Regions from separate parts of the Mus musculus genome. Here region 2 is linked to region 1. Evidence: chromatin contacts called from public Micro-C data. All regions are on one chromosome and are shown on one strand. Each heading gives the region's core, a stretch centred on a gene start, on an enhancer-like site or on the middle of the called end of the contact. The rest is flanking DNA. Distances are from core to core; before and after follow the strand shown.

The links. A called contact is a pair of places that touch in the nucleus more often than the background predicts.
Region 2: a Micro-C map of the HL-1 cell line shows a contact between it and region 1, with 2.5 times the contacts expected there. The contact joins two enhancer-like sites. A contact is called at or near these places in 2 of 484 Hi-C or Micro-C datasets (the HL-1 cell line and embryonic stem cells) and 1 of 115 datasets of contacts at active chromatin or transcription factors (pancreatic cancer cells).

The regions. Positions count from the first base shown.
Region 1 is chr11:102,217,639-102,220,449 of GRCm38.p6, reverse strand. Hdac5 (histone deacetylase 5) reads left to right here. Exons shown (of 27, transcript NM_010412.3): 3 at 1,963-2,034. Among named protein-coding and RNA genes, the nearest start is that of Mir8101, 11 kb to the left of the region's middle. Within about 2 kb of position 1,514, at least 218 of the 459 cell types and tissues checked have an H3K27ac peak or open chromatin away from gene starts, as enhancers often do. A contact at or near this core is called in the HL-1 cell line, where this site is marked.
Region 2 is chr11:102,573,843-102,576,853 of GRCm38.p6, reverse strand. Gm11627 (predicted gene 11627) reads left to right here. Exons shown (of 3, transcript NR_040286.1): 3 at 57-455. Among named protein-coding and RNA genes, the nearest start is that of Gm11627, 3.8 kb to the left of the region's middle. Within about 2 kb of position 1,588, at least 5 of the 459 cell types and tissues checked have an H3K27ac peak or open chromatin away from gene starts, as enhancers often do. A contact at or near this core is called in the HL-1 cell line, where this site is marked.

The DNA.
Region 1 (2,811 bases), core at 265-2,764:
GCTTTAGCCTCCTCCCACTTTAGTTCCTGGTCTACCACTGGGGAACAAATCCCCGAACCCCAGCATCGGCTGCATCTCACCATGCTTGGGAAAGCTTGCCTCTACCACCACCACCCTTGTGTGTGTTTTCCAACCTGAGGGAGGAGGCCCCGGTGGAGTCCTGGCAGAAACTTGGAAGATGAGTTTCTGGAGTCACAGCCACCATGTCCTTGGTTGGACTGCTTCTCCCAGGCTCCTGACAGGAGGGTGAGGTCATCCAGTCCAGAGAGAGGACAGGTGTCCCTGGCTCTGTGCCTGGAGTGGGGGGCAAGGAGGGGCCAGGAGGGGTCCAAAATAGTAACTGTGACGTCACGAAAGGGGGAGGAGCCTACAGACCCAGGAATAACCGGTCTATTAAAAGGCTGCAGTGAGGTCAGGGGGCCAAGTGGGATCTCTCTATCAGTGGGAGGCACAACTCGGGAAGAAGGGGGGTCAACAGTAGGTGACACTGGCAGTGGCACCAGTTTTGATGGTACAGTGACCCCCATGGCCCAGGAAGGTGGAGAGCTGAGGCTACTCTGCCAGGCCAGGGTGCTAACAGCTGCTGGAGGGCCTCCAACCCCAAGTCTTCCTGTTTGGGCGCTGGAGGTCCTGTACCTGGGGCAGATGTGCATAGTCTGCCCATGAGTTATGGTGGTCAGTGCTTCAGACCTCTGGTCCCTATCACGTGAGCAGCTCTGTGAGGAGAGTGACTTCCGTCTCGCTGTACTGTACCTCGGTTTCCCCATCTTGGCCTCTTGCTGGTGGTCGTTGTTAGCACGAAGGCAATGTTTGCGGCTTGTGGTGCCCTCAGCTGGGGACGCTGCCAGGAAAGCATTGATTGAGCCGAGAATGGGCAGGTGCTGTCCAGTCCCCTGCCTGGGCTGGGCAGAGCCAACCCAGAAAAATCTCTCTGGTCCCTGGGAAGAGGCCGAGTGCCAGAGGGAGCACTGCAGAATGGGTGGGAGAGCTGCCACCCCACTGCTATTTAGGGTCTCCCTGATAGTAAAAGGCATCTCCCAGCTCTGTGGGAAGGCAGAAGTTACACAAACTCCACAGGCTGTAAGGAGGAGGTGCGAGGTTAGACCAGGTGGTTGGGTGTCTGTCACCTCTCCCTAGTCTTTCTGATTCCTGTCCTCGCTCTGCACAGAAAGGGGGAAGAGAGAAGATCCAGGCTGGCTGCTTGGTGTCCAGTCCGTTGTTTGCCCCCAGCAGTGGCCAAAGCTGACCCCAGATGCATGGGTCCTCTGCCTGCACCCTTCTCTAGTCCAGCCACTGGCCACCCAGGTCTGTGGCCTTGGCCCTGAGTGCAGGCCTCCCTTGCCCCCCTCCCCCTTGACTGGCGCTTCCTCCTGGGGTGGAACGCGCCTCCCCCCATGGGGCCTCCGCCAGGCCTGGGCTCCTGGCAGCCAGCCGGCGGCTCCCTGAGCATGCTCCACCTATTTATAGACAGGGCCCTCCCCCAACTGCTATTTCAGTCTCCTGCCAGCTGCCGGCGGCTCATTCGGGGAGGAGGAGCAGGGAGCCAAGCCCAGAGCTGTCACCGGTGGCTCTGGGAGGGAACACAGAGAGAGCCTGCCTGCCCACTGAGCTCCCCTTCCTGTCCCCTGAGCACCCAGCCATAGCCCAACTCCTGGAACCTTTGGACAGACTTTGGTCCACGCTCCTGGAGCGGAGAGCAGGCCCTTCAGCCTCATTAGCCTCCCTGCGTCTGCTGCCTCCGGAGCGCGCCCAGGCCGGATGAGGTGCCTCCTTGCCTCGTGGGTCCCAGCGGCAGTGGCCTGAGGGAGTCCTTGAGCAGCCAGCTGGCCCCGCTGACCACCTTTTCCCTCACCGGCTTCCGCCTCGGGCGGCCCCTCCCTGGCATGCTGCTGGTGCCCAAGGCACAGGGGCTTGTGGAGATGCTGCAGACCATCTATGAGACCGAGTCCTGTTTCTCAGCAGATGGCATGTCAGGCCGGGAACCATCCTTGGAAATCCTGCCACGGACTCCTCTGCACAGCATCCCTGTGGCAGGTAAGTGGCTGCGTGTCCCCACCTGCCCTCAGCTCTTGGGCATCCTGGCGCCTGGTTTGAGCACCTCACTGTGAGTCTTCCTCCATCGGGGTCCTGCTTCAGCCTTTGAGGGTTTTGTTGAACATCCGTGGACTGGAAGAGCTGTGCTTCTAAGGCAGCCTCCCTTCCTTCCTTGCCCAGGGCTGTCCTTTCACGGTGCCTCCTAGCCACCCTCCGCCTCATCCCTCCAGTGCCTCTGCCTTCAGCAGGGTCAGCCTCAGCTGCTAGGGGCTAGGGCTTCCTAGAGGATTCTGGCCTAGTTGGACCATGGTCAGAGGGGGAGGAAGTGGGTCAGTGACCTGTCTCAGGCTGCCTGCTCTCCCCACAATTGAGCAGAGGAAGAAGTTGTGCCTGGAGTACCTGCAGGAGTCAGAATCCGAGCCTCTGTGGCTTGCTTTGACCTGGTAGTGACTTTGGCAAGTTTTTGGTCAGGAGGCTTCTGAGAATGGACTCTTAGGAAGAGCCTTGTTGGGATAGGGTTGAGCAGAGACTAGCAGCTGGGGTGTTTAAGGATTTTGGCTTAGTTCCTAGTTACCTCCTAGCTCTTCCTTCCCTGGGCTGTGGTTTCTTCCCACTTTCTGAGGATAAGGGATGTGTTATTTTGACCACAGGTGGGCTTAAAGACCTCCCCCCCTAACCTCAGCTCGAGGATTCCTAGACCTGCCCACCTTCCCTGGGGGAGCTTTTTATTGATCCTTGGTAGGGGGTGGGGTCCCCCCAGAGCTGGCCACTCCTTCT
Region 2 (3,011 bases), core at 339-2,838, 360 kb before region 1:
TGGAGACTGTGTCAGCACTAAGCAACCTTTCTTTCCTTGTTTTGCTCCATAAACAGTAACAGTTACCTCCACGGCACTTGCAGGCAGGAGGGATTGTTCGTTTCCAAGAAGATCTGCACCGGCTGTACCCAAATAGAACGTCATTTTGATATGAAGGATTTCAGCCCCTGAAGATTTTGATACCCACAGAGTTGCTGGAAACAGCTCTCCTGGATACCAAGGGATGCTCATCTCATATTTGAATCATCCCGACCCTCACTGAGCAGACAGCTCCCAGAGTAACGCTGACTCAGAGAGAAGGAATTCGAGTCACCCGGGATATTTAAAATATTCTAGTAGCCACGTAGTTTAACAGAAAGAAAAAAAATATTAAGACAAGTGAGATGAACCTTAATAATATTTAATCCAATGATGTAAACTATTTTCATATGTAATCAATATAAAATAATTAGTGCTAAATTTGCTTCTTTTTTTTTTTTTTTTTTCCTCCTTTAAACTGTCGTTGGAATTTAGTTTTGCCCTCACAGCACCTCTGTTTGGTCAGTTGTGTACTCGTGACTCAGACTGGACAAGTGGGTAGATACTGAACAGCCGCTGGGTGTGGTGGTGCGGGCCTTTGATCCCAGCACTGGGGAGGCAGAGGAGGCTCTAGAAGTTTGAGGTCAGCCTGCTCTACGGAGACAAATTAAGGACAGCCAGGGTTACATGGTGGGACCTCATCTCAAAAACAAAACAAAATACTATAACAAAAAACCCCAAGATATTGCACAGTGGGCTCAAAAGATGGCTCGCAGCAGGTAGAGGCAGTCGACCCGAGTTCCATCCCTGGAGCCCATGTTTTTGTAGAAATTTTTAATTTCAATCCGGGGTTTCTACCCTACCTTTGGTCATTTAGTCTCCGGATAAAGACACACAACTTTTATTATTATTATTTTTTTTTTTTTTTTTTTTTTTTTTTTTTTTTTTTTTTGGTTTTTCAAGACAGGGTTTCTCTTTATAGCCCTGGCTGTCCTGGAACTCACTTTGTAGACCAGGCTGGCCTCGAACTCAGAAATCCGCCTGCCTCTGTCTCCCCAGTGCTGGGATTAAATGCGTGCACCACCACGCCTGGCACAACTTTTATTATTAATAATAAGCCTTAAACAGCACAAGAGCTGGGCAGATATCTACCCTCTATGCTATTAAAATCTACTTCCCTATCGATAACCCTGAGTTATTACTGTGTTTCATCTGGGCTGCTCGTAACTCTAACTGGCCAGCCCTCAGTGTCACGTTCTCATGGCGCACCTAGCCCATGGTGGCTTCTCCTTTCTCCTCACCTTCTTCTCCAGCTCCTGACTCTCCCTCAACAACCCCCAGCCCGAAAACCATAAAACCCACCTATATCTCTCCTGCCCAGCTATTGGCTGTCAGCATCTTTATTTACCAATCAAAAGCAACTTGGGTACAAGGGCACATAGTATCACTTGGGTCTATGTGCAGACTCTTGTATTTCTGGGGCAACCAGGTCTTTCTTGGGGACCACACTTTGCATTACAATACACAGCAAAAGTCCTCATGTCCTCAGCACCAGTAAAGCGTGGAGGGAGAGAACTGACTACAGGAAGCTGCTCTCTAATCTTTGCCCACATGCTGTGACATGTGCACACATAGGCACATGCATTTCATATGCAAGGTAATAATAAAATTTTAAAAGGATATTGAACAATATGTAGAGCCTGTTTGGGTCCAACAAGTCCAGGTACTAAAGGCCCATTTTAAAAATTGTGGGAGGAGCTGGAGAGATGGGTCAGTGATAAAGAGCATTGTCTGTTCTTCTTCTAGAGTATCTGAGTACAATTCCCTTTACTACCAGGGCAGCTCACAACCATCTGTCACTCCAGCTTCAGGGAATCCAATGCCTCTGGGCTCCAAAGATACCTGTACTCTATGTGTGTGTGTGTGTGTGTGAACATGCAGACACACACAAACGCATAATTAAAACTAACAATAAATAAAATATTTGCTATAAATATTTTATAAGTAATAATAATAAATAAAATTTTTTTTATTGTCAGGCTGTACATATGGTGCGCACCTTTAATCTGAGCACCTGGGGTCCACTCTCAGCATCCACACGGTGGCTCACACCTATTTGTAACTCCTGTTCCAGAGAATTCAGGGTCCTCTTCTGGCTTCCGTGAACACTGCAAAAATAGCAAAAACGGAGTACACAGACAAAAACTCATATACATAAAATAATTTTGTTAAAAACAAAACAAAACAAGTGGGCTGGTGAGATGGTTCAGTGGGCAGAGGTATTTGAGACCAAGTCTGATGACCTGCCTGCAATCCCCAGGACCCACAGGGCAGAAGAAGACAGCCAGTTCCTGCCAGTTGTCCTCTGACCTCTGCATCATCCTCTGTGGTGTGCACGTTCCCCGTCTCACAAATAAATATAATTAAAATTTTTTTGTTAAGGGCTGGAGAGATGGCTCAGTGATTAAAAGCACTGGATGCTCTTCCAGAGGTCCTGAGTTCAAATCCCCTGCACCCACATGGCAGCTCACAACCATTTATAATGGGATCTGATGCCCTCTTCTGATGTATATAAATAATTAAAAAAAAATGTTGTAGAGTCAGGCAGTAGTGGTGCATGCCTTTAATCCCAACACTTGGGAGGCAGAGGCAGACAGATCACTATGAGTTTGAGGCCAGCCTGGTCTACAGAGTGAGTTCCAGGACAGCCAGGGCTACCCAGAGAAATCATGTCTGGAAAAAAACAAAAAATGTTACTGGGGATATATCTTACTGGTATAGTATTTGCCTGAATTTAATCCACAATGCACACAGTAGAAGAAGAAAACTGACCCCCATGGAACAGTATTCTGAACATGATATGAGTTTGTGTGTGTCCGGTGCAACACCATAAATTAATTAATTAAAAAAACAGGTTTGTATATCATATGTGTATCTGCTGCCCAAGGAGGCCAGAAGGTGTGAAAAGTATGGACAGATGTGAGTTGTCATGA